Linked DNA regions of Gossypium hirsutum: region 1 is linked to region 2. A link is a contact called in public Hi-C data. All regions are on one chromosome and are shown on one strand. The core of a region is the stretch at or near the end of the contact, and the rest is flanking DNA. Distances in the headings are between cores, read along the strand shown. Region 1 overlaps LOC107889516 (bZIP transcription factor TGA10). Region 2 holds the start of LOC107889518 (polygalacturonase inhibitor).

Region 1 (5,431 bases), core at 498-2,997, 39 kb after region 2:
TAGGGACAAGTTATCGAGTTTTGCCGTCAAGACGTTCAAGTAAAAAACATTAATTTAAATTAAGTTTAGCCACGTGTGGAAATTTTACTGGTAGGGCATAAAGAGAGACACGGTGGAGGGGGCAGAAGGTTTTTACATGCATTGCAAAATTATTATCCAAAGGATGTATGACATTTATTCCCTGTCTCGGTAAAAATGTGACTTTGATATTTCCAAGGTCAATTTTTTTAACTTTTTCGTCTTAATTATTTTAATTACATAAATTTTATAAAAATATTAAGATGAAAGTTAAATTTGTATGATTCAACACTCGGCATCTCGTTTTTCCTCTTAAAACAAGTTAATTTAGTGTTTGTCATAATAAACGCAAAAATACAGCACAAAATACATCAGAAAACACCAACTTTTTTTTCTCTATTCTCAATGCCCTTTTCTTCTTCTTAACCTGTTCCATCTCTTTCTAATAAGTCAGAAATGGCTGCAAAATCATTGTTTTATTTTTCCTTTTCCGGAAATTCTTGTCAAGAAAAATCAGTATAATATGAAAGAGATTTCTAATTCTTTAATTTAAATTTGAATCTATTCTTAACTATTAGTCTATCTATACATCTCTCTATGTAGAAAGGGGAAAATATCAAAGACGACAATAATAATTTTAATTAAAAGAGCTAGGGTTTTATTGGTCTTCTCGAGGTCGAGCCAACCAAAGGGAGCTCAGAGCTCTTAGGCGATGGAAGTACTCGGCGATCGCCAACAAACATCTTGCAGCTTGACGAATCGTCAGGATTTGATGTAATCGGAGTATGGCTTGATGCCTCAGATTATCCGCCTGTAAGTTTTTTTAAACATTTTTTTAAAAAGCAAATTATCGGAAATATATATGCTAGGAAAAATTTTAGGTATTATATGTATCAATGGAAAAAGTTGAATTTTATAAAGTTTTCATATAATTGTAAATTGTAAAGAAAAAAAATTACATGTTACATAGTCAATAACTTGAAAGGTAACATTAAGACTAAACATGTATTAACTTGACTTTGAGGGTAGAATTGAAGATAAATTTGCTTACTTAAACTTCACATTGGCTATCAACCCCTGACTTTATGGCACCATATGGGTGTTTTGATTGTCAAAATGGGAAATTAAGGGATAGAGAGGTTGAAAAAAAGGAATAATTTAGGGTATTTTCATTTTCTGAGTTCAAATTTACTTGTGGGGTATGGTTTCTACTTACCTTGTCTAGAAGGGTTTTGACATATATGTAAAAGATAATTCCATGGTGATCATATTTGAAACCTTCACTTAATACTTGTTTAATTTCATTTTAATTTCTACCCTTGGTTCAAAGAAACGTAATGATGGTAACTACTTACCTAGAGAGACCTGAAAATTTAAGGGTAGCCATAAGTCAGCTTAGGAATATAAAAATGTGGTCAATTAACTAGGCTTTTAATGAACATGTTGTCCTCTAGGTGAACATCTTGCTTACACAATTGACTTTAAAGGGTCCTAAATTGTTTAGGATTCGTTTTCTTTTCCTAGTGATGGACCAATAATTTCAAAGGGCCTACGACCCCACCTATCCTAAATCTTCAAAATGTTGAACTAGAAATGCCCTAATCCCAGAATTACCATAACTCTAAGTTCACTGTGAGCAAAGGATGGACGGATGTGGGGGATGTGGGAGAGTAGAGTCGGCCTAAAATTGAAAGAATAGTCAAAAAGGATGTGATGTCTTTAAGTCAAACGGTTATGACTATGACATCAACATACGGGCACGAGGGATCTCGTTTGAGCTTTGATGTCGATATCTATATACATTACTTACCAGAGGAAAGAGAAAGCACGTGAAAATGCAAATATTCTTTTGACTTGGTTATAGCTTTTTCATATTTATACTGCCCATCAGGTGACAAGTTCATTATTGTCGACAAATTGCCATGCTTGCTTTAGGCACACCCATTGTTACAATTCCTAGGTAAATGAAATAGAGTTTGATTCTTCTACTGCAAGTGATTTAAGTCTTGAACGGCATGCTATAAACATATACTAGTCTGTTGCAGATACTTGGATAGGGAAACCTCCTAAATCAGACAAGCTGAGTTCTTTTTAGATGGTCCTTAGATGGCATGCGAAGTTTAAAACCCAAAAGACTACGTACTACATGCAGATGTCACTTTCATAGAAATGCATGAAAGGATCCAGTCATCTTATGTGGATAATAGCTTTGTTAATGGAACCACCACATCAGCATGAGGAGACACGGATGGAGTAATTTCATGGAAAGCATGAGGGGGGAGGGGTTAGGTTTAACCAGAATTTTTTCCCACACATATCTTGATGATCCTGAATTCATCATCATTGATGAGGCTTGGGGGGTCCACAAGCACAGAGAAAATCAAACCATAATAATATCATAGTAGTAGGAGTATACAAGATGGAGTGCATACCTGTCTAACAAAACCTTCAATGGTGGAGAGCTTGTTGATGGCGACAGCCATTTGGCCCATGTAGTTAGCCATGTTAGGAGGGCAGCTCAGTGAATCAGATGTTATAATATCAGAAACAGATTGGTTCAGAGCTTCCAAGCCTTGTGTTAGAGCTTCTTCAGCTTCCTGTGTCGACTGCTGCAAGGCACATATCCCCATTATCTGCTGCTCCGTCAGTGGCTCTATCTGATTCAGTATCACCTGAAAATAAAATAATAATAATTAAAAAACACGAGTAATAATAGGGATTTTCTAGGTTTTGCATTCATGCAATTAAAAGCACCACTTGCCTCCTGCTTTGTCTCAAAATATCCTACTTTTTCACTAATATCCCACATTTTTTGAATGTCCAGGGAAATATACAACGGGGAAAGACTTTATAGAGAGGGAGAGGAAAACAAAATAGGTGAAATATAGAGGAAAATGAATATAATTAGTGGGATTATTCTTAGAGTTTTTACAATAGATGTATGGTAGTGATTAGAATTTAGTGTGTTAAGGTACCTTGATGAGGTCAGATGGGCGAAAACCGCCCATCCACATGAAACATCGTTCAGCGGGAGTCTTCCACATGCCAGAAACAAGGTGAAAGACATCCGTTTTAGCCACCATGCTTTTGAGGTTCATCACTTGGTCCAAGTGTGCTAAACAGTTGTCCACGAAGATACGAAGCTCGTTCTCCGGTAGATGCTCTTGAACTGCGGCCCTAAGCTCGCACATTAGTCGATGATGCTCTTCTAGCCATCTTGTATACTCCATGTCAAACAAGGCAGCATCTGAACCATATAAATTTCAGTTGATATATATATATATAGCCATTAAAAACTCAAAAAGAAGCAAGAGAGAGAGAGAGAGCATTTTATTTTTAGTATAGAAACCTGGGCTTATGTTGTTAATACCAACAGGAAGACCTTGGTCTCCTCCTAGGATATTGCCACCACCGAAAAACATGCCCTAAACAGTAAAACAAGATCTTCAAACTTATACTCAAATATAAATAGGGACAAACCATATGCATAAAAGGTATAAGGGAGATGTCTCACTTGAGTTCTTGCTCTTTGAAGTTCTTGTTCCAGTTGGGTTAGCCTGATCCTACTTGATTCTAATTGCTGAACATAAGCCTGTGAAAATACAAGAACCCCAACGTCAACCCCATCGTCAAAACTTGTTTAAAAGAGAGAAAAATGATCAATTTTTTTTCTTTTATGGGCTGACCTTTTTTCTTAGCCTGCTTTTCCTTGCTGCTTCTCTATTCTGAGCAAGTCTCCTCAATGTCTACTCGGAAATTGTCCAAACAAATTACAAAAAAAAAAAGTCCTTCAAAGGTGGGAATATATATATAGTGAAGGAATTCACCTTAGGGTCTGGTGTTTTGGGTCCTTCTTGCTCTGAACTTGATGTTGGCCCTTTGCGATTCCCCTCACGCTGCCAAATTAAAACTTGCATTTTTCAAAACATGGGAATCTCTTTCTTTTTTTTCTCGTTAAGATGATGAATGCATCATGTTTCTGTTTCCTGATTTAAATATAAAAATATATATATATAATAATTTGGTTTTTTATATTCAGAGTTAGCCTATGATACCTTGACAGCTTTAACAGGTAGATGGGGTGCAGAAGATAAAGTATCATTTCTGGCGTTGGCCAACTCCATGGACGACTCTGATGGTCTTTTTGAACCACTAGTTGCTGGTGAAACCAATCCTGTATTTGTCTACCAAATACAGAATATATACATAAAATAACACACCCAGACATAGAAAATTATTATTTTAAAATACTTGCACCAGCATAACTCTAAATCCTCAATATGAATAAATAATATGTTTCACCTTGTTTGACGATGGCGGCTCAACGTGCATAGGCTGAGAAGGGAAAATGTTCAAAGTCGGAGGCCTCATTCCAGAGTTATCTGCGTATATAAATTCTGGTAACCATTAACTCTCAACAGGAAAGTTTCGAAGAAAGGGAAGGCAGACAAACCAGCAACACAAGTATGAATATATTAAACAAAACATAGGGATCCTCAAGCATTATTTGTAGCTTTATTCCATCAAAAACAGAAATAAAATAAAATAAAATAAGAAAAGAAACACACCCCTAAAAAAACCATATCCCCACATATACACTTTTCAGTACAACGTGTAAGGACTTTTTCAAGGGATTCATTATCACAGAGTTGTTTGTTACTGGTGTCCAATTCAGACACTCATATCATGTTAGAAAATAAAATAAGAAGTTGAAAATATCTTTCTTTCTTCTGAAATGATCTGGTCAAAGAAAGTACTGGCAGATTAAATCTGTTGAATAGCTAAACATGCTTTTCCTGTGACCAAAACAGGCCTGTTCCAAAAGAATCTTCTTAACAGAAAAGAAAGAAGATTACGAAAGAGGAAGGAAAAGAAAACTCCTATATTTTTTGAACTAAACAAACAGAGGGGGTGAAAGAGAAAACTTGGGAGAAGACTCACTTCTTTGGTCTTGAACAGTTGAAGTGTCTTGACCATCAAGATACAGAAAAAGGGCTTGATCTAATTCACCCAAATCATATGCTCCACTATCTTTATTGCTGCTGCTCACCCCCAAAAAGAACACAAGATTCAAGAAACAGGAATGAAATTTTCAAAAACTTAACATCTCCATCAAGAAAATGAATGAAAAAGAAAAAAAATAAAGGTTGAGTTGGTTGTGAGTTTGGGTTTGTATAGTTTTTGCACTGTAAAAGAAATTTACATGAAGTTCCCCGGGATGGAAGATGATGAGGACGATTGCATCATAGCATAAGGAATCTGGTTTAGATGAGGTTGATTATGCTCCTGAATTTGATGCTGATGATGTTGTTGTTGCTGCTGCTGATGATGATTATTTTGTTGGTGGTGTTGTAGCTGGATAGAGTGGTTCATGTAATTGCCTCTACTGGTAGCCATGAAAACAAACACCAAC
Region 2 (5,474 bases), core at 863-3,362:
TGCCATATTTTTCTAACTAGTTTTTAGAAGTAATATTTTTATAATAAATTGTTAAAGTTCCTTCCAATGAATTTGCTGAAATCAAGCCTATTATAGTGTTTGAATGTATGAGATATGTGGAGAGTAGTATTATTTCAAAGTTGAGCATGTCTACTGGTGTCTTGACCCTAGCAATTATGACACATTTTATCACACTCAAGTCTATTAACATATAAATATCAATGGCTTCATTGAAAATTTAGTTTCAATGTTTTAGTCTTCTATTCAACAATCAATATCTCTTGTATTTAAATTTCCAAATTGCAGACAACTTAGCTGATGCAATTGTCCTGTCCATGTGAACTCCCACATATTGTAAATAAGCTCACAAGATAGAATTGAACGCCTATATATTTACCATTATTGGGCTTTAGATTTTTTTTTATAGAAAGTCTACAATGCTACCTTGAAATCATCTCTTCTAATGCTAAATGCTATCTTTGTAATGATCTGGTTAGAGTAGCTTCTCGTTATTTAATCTCCTCTTCAATTCCAATTATGTGTTCCAGGGAGATGCGGGTTATATGCTGCCAAAGCACTCTGTGTTGGTTCATAAGTGAGATGGGTTACCAATAAGCTGATAAAAATAGACTCTCCCTCAGAAATTTATTTCCTCTTTAGGTGTTTGTAAAGTTCACTAATTCTTGGGTGAAATACAATGTCGTTTATTCTCAAATTGCTGATAAAAAGATATTTTCCCTGAATAGCTTAGTCAAAATAAAAACATGTGCGTGCTTATTACAACTCTCCAACCTGCACTTTGATGCATGATGAAAGCCCTAACTTAATAATGTCGGCAGCGCACCTTTACTTGCAGGTGTCGAGCGGAGCACCGCACAAGCAGCGGTTGTGAAAATACGTGGAGTAATCGAAACTCTGCAACCGCCCTCCCACCGGGATTTGTCCGCACAACCTATTGTAACTTACATTCATGAACTGCAACTCCAGATCCGTCAACCCTGCAGGAATACTTCCCGTAATCTTGTTATGATTCAGATCCAGCCTTGCCAAACTCTTGGGAAACTGCACTTTAGATAGATCGAATTGGAACATGTTCCTAGAAAGATCGATTTCGAATGTCGTTTTTTTCGGGCCAAACAACACTGAAGGATCACCTTCAAGCAAGTTCCTCGACAGGTCAATGGTGTTAAAGTCCATGTTGGCTAAAGAGGCAGGGATTGTACCAGAAAGTTTATTGTGAGACAAGATGAACAAATACAGGTTTTTGCTAGGAAACATACCAAAAGATTCTGGTATGGTACCAGTTAACTTGTTTCTATCCAAATGCAAAGCCTCGAGATTTGGGAGTGTTGAAAGGGAGCTTGGAATAGATCCCGAGAGGTTATTAAATGAAAGGTCCAAGTAAGTCAAGTTCTTAAGTTGGCTAAGAAAATTAGGGACTGGACCGGAAAGATTGGTCCAGCTCAAGCGAAGCGTCTTGAGGTTCTTGAGCTTGGCAATGGCGGGTTGTATGGTTCCATTGAGGTTAGGGAGGTGTCTGAAAAGAAGGGTTTCAAGGTACGGAAGGTCGCCAACTTCAGGGGGGATTTGGCCGGTGAGACGATCATCGGAGAACAGGGTGAGGGAAACGACACGGTGGGTATTGGGATGGCATTCAAGACAGTACCAATCACAGCAATCAGTGTTGGGGTCCCATGAGGCCAAGAGGTAAGGGTTGCCTAAGGCCTTTTTGATCTTGAGAAGAACCTTCTTGTCTTGAGCGTTGCAGTGGTCTGAGACAGAAGGTGAAATGAAGATGGATATGAAGAGGAAACTGAGGAAAGCTGGATATATCTTCATGTTTTAATTGTTGGATTGGATGTTGCTTGTTAAAACTCAAAATTTATAGAGTGAGGTAGAGTCAAAGTTGATTAATAAATTAATCTCGCTTACCCCATTATTATGTACTGGATTAAACCATTTGAAAGATGGTCAGAAGATGATGTGTTTTTTGGGGTTCAATGTTGGAAAGTGACTTGTTTTCTCAAAACCAATTATCTATGTTTTATTTTATGACTGGATAATTGTGTTTGTGCCGAAATATGGTTTCAATCAGCGGATAGAGATATTTTGGAAACTTTAAGCATCAGAAGTTGAATGACTGATTTCTTTAAAATTTTAATTGAAATCTACTTGTGAATGAATGGTTGACTTCAAATATGCACGAACACAGCCGCTTTGCAAGGGTGAGAAACAGAAGCAGATCCAATCACGAGTCATGGGTCAACAAAGATGGCTTCTTTCTTATGACTCGGTAATAGCTGGATTCATTATTAATATTTATTTTATTTAATACTATGCAGGTCAGTTTACTATTTATGATTATCTCTTTGAATCTATTATTTCACTTAACCAGTTAACATGAGTTTGATTATTAAAAAATAATTTATTTATAATGTGTAATCCATATCATGAATTATTTATTTGTCTATATCTAATTTGGAGTATTATCAATTTGCCCCACAAAAAGTTTGTCATAAAGAAAAAGGAGTTTCGTGAGGAAATTGAAAACCTGTGGCACATGACTTATTTATGTCAGATCCTCTGCGCCCCCGTTACCACGCTTCACCGCATAAAACCTTCCTCACTCTATGATTTATCTACCCACTAGTTTTTCTAACGCCACGCGCTGATTTGCTTTACGTGCTTTTATATTTTGAAATTATATAATTTATTTTAATTTTATAATACTTTAATAAATATATATTTATTTTATTGAATTATTGTCGTATAACATACAATTGATCTATAGTCCATACGAATTGGGAAAAAAAATTGAATTAATAAGAATATGCTCATAAAATTATCATAGAGGACAATAATTGTATTACAGAAACATCTTTACATATTAAATCAAAAAATAAATCGGTCTTCTTGTTAAAAGAATTATCAATTTATGAATGGATGAAATTGATCCTTATATGTCAGTATGAGGTAGATGTGGCGTGTCACATGTTATTATCTAGTTATTCCGTCAACCATGTCAATTTTTAATAGTATAAATAGATGAAATTTTTAATATAAAAGATCGATCTTCTCTTTAATCTAATGTACATGGACTAGTTTGTCCATTTTTTTGAGTAGATGGGGCAAATACAATTTGACTCCTAATACAAGAGCCTCCATGGTTCTTTTACCGAATACTCTTTCTTTTCATCATATTACTAAATTAATTTTAAAAATATTTTTAATTTAATTTAGAATTATTAATTAAAATAGTTGTGCTAATCTTAAAATAAAGTTATTATTTGAATAGAACTCTAAGTATAAGATATAGAAAAAATTTGTGATAACTATAATTATAATTTAATTTACAATTATTAGTTAAAAAATTGACCTAAAAAAAGTGTTTATTGTATTTTTAAATTTTTTTAATTTTATTAATGTCAAACAGAGTTATTATTTGAATAAAACTCTAAGCATCTTAATTATCACTTAATTAATATTAGAGTTATATACTAATTAAAATTTAAGGTTAGCTTTTTAAGTAGCATTCAATAATTAGACATATTCAATCAAGTAGAATCTAAGAAGAATACAGATAAAAAAAAGGGACATTTTCAACATTAATAAGTTAAAATTATAAAAAAAAAATGGAGAATTAAAGGAATGGTTCTTTCAAGAGGCAATAATAAATCATATTCGAACAATAACGACATCGGAGAGTGATCGAAGATTATTTTAATTGATAATTAGGTACTATAATATTATGGTATTATTTTTAAAAAAAATTATAAGTTTATATTGTGTGAAGCAAGTAGTACTTTTAAAGTAATTTTTTTATCTATATGTTATTTGTTTGGTGCAGGTAAAAAAATATTTCATGGGTTTGTTTTAAGAAGAAAGTCAAATTTCAACAATTATTTTTTAATAATTATTATTAAATTTATTTATTAATTTAGTTTAAATATATTTCCTATTTATCATGAACTATTATTATAATTGTGCATGTTGCTTTACCTTTTCTTTTTTTTTTCAAATTAATATTATAATTTATGTTCTTATATATTTCTAAATTTGTGTAATATTTAAAAACTAAGATAGATTATCATTATCAACAATAGGTAACAAAAATTAATAATACATCATTTAAAAATTAATTAAAAATTAAACACATAAAATTGCGTATAACACATGTAACATTAGAGACTAAAATATATAAAAGTACAAGTTTAAACTAAAGAGAATATAATTTATTGTTAATAGTATTACTAAATTGATATTGGAATTACAATTTATTAGTATTATTATATGATAATAATAAAAAATATTTTAATTAAATATTAATTAAGATGATAGTATATTAATGTGAATATATTATTAATTAATAAAATTATAAATCTATAAAACCATTGAATATAGTCGAATAAATTAAAAATAATAAATATATAATTTTTATAATTCAATAAATATAATTTTTATATATAGTATGATTTTATTTTAAATATGATAATTAATAAAAATTATCTATACTATATATATAGTGACTGATTAAGTTGGTATCACAAGTTAACTCAACACCAACTTAGCTGTAAAATTATTAAAAATATTCTTATTTTAAAGGGTATTTAATATAATTAAAAGAGTATTTTCATTTTTTTCATACTTTTATATAATCTTCAAATAAAATAATTAAAAAAATATTATTTGACAATCAAACACAAAATCAACAAATTTATATATAAAAAAAACCTTTACCACTCCACTAACAATCATTTATTAATATTTTTTTATAAATATTTTTTCAACATAAAATATTTTGGTTCACCAACATCATGATTATGATAAAATCTAATATATATAAAGATAATATCAATATATTAGTAATCTAATCTATAATATATAAATTTATTTTTAATTTAGATGTCAAAACCCAAAAGAAAATAAATATATTTTATAATTAAATTAAATATTAATTTATTTTTTAAAAAACTAATTGTATTTAATCAAATTGGTTTGATTCAACAAAATCCCTACTCGATAAATAGTCTGGCTTATAAAGAAATTAAGATAAAGAAAATTGATCAATTATGAATTAATATTTTATATTATCTATTTTTTAAATTTTTTAAAATTTATAAAATTAATAATGTAATATAAATTAATTACATTCATTTAACTTATTTTATCGAAAAACCATTTCAAAAATTTCTTTGAAAGTCAAACATAAAGATAAGCATTTCTTTTATGGAGAAAAGAAAATCCAAATGAGAACCTAAATCCTTAACCATTGAGCAGAGAAGAGAGATCCTTTTTATCTCCGGTAAATTCCTTAGTTCATTCATTTTATTTTGTAATCTGTAAAGTTGATTAGTTTTTAAAAGGGATTCTTAATTTTTTTTATTACTATTTTACCTATTTGAAACCATATTTTGTTGCTTTGTGTGTTTTTTCTTTTCTTTTCTTTTCTGGGTCATCGAAGGTGTTTTGCTCCT

Evidence for each region. A called contact is a pair of places that touch in the nucleus more often than the background predicts.
Region 1: a contact with region 2 is called in a Hi-C map of leaf, with 2.1 times the contacts expected there. The contact joins the enhancer-like site here to the promoter of LOC107889518 in region 2. A contact is called at or near these places in 18 of 34 Hi-C or Micro-C datasets (anther, callus, cotyledon and 5 more).

What each region holds. Positions count from the first base shown.
Region 1 is chrA09:71,231,049-71,236,479 of Gossypium_hirsutum_v2.1, forward strand. It overlaps LOC107889516 (bZIP transcription factor TGA10), which reads right to left. Exons shown (of 11, transcript XM_016813962.2): 1 at 5,222-5,431; 2 at 4,960-5,060; 3 at 4,321-4,400; 4 at 4,074-4,202; 5 at 3,846-3,914; 6 at 3,705-3,764; 7 at 3,533-3,610; 8 at 3,368-3,443; 9 at 2,994-3,265; 10 at 2,451-2,690; 11 at 476-829. The coding sequence starts at 5,415. The coding sequence ends at 677. Among protein-coding and RNA genes, the nearest start is that of LOC107889516, 3.0 kb to the right of the region's middle. Within about 2 kb of position 1,748, at least 1 of the 9 cell types and tissues checked has an H3K27ac peak or open chromatin away from gene starts, as enhancers often do. A contact at or near this core is called in leaf, where this site is marked.
Region 2 is chrA09:71,191,896-71,197,369 of Gossypium_hirsutum_v2.1, forward strand. It overlaps LOC107889518 (polygalacturonase inhibitor), which reads right to left and starts at 2,113. Exons shown (of 1, transcript NM_001326764.2): 1 at 618-2,113. The coding sequence starts at 1,839. The coding sequence ends at 847.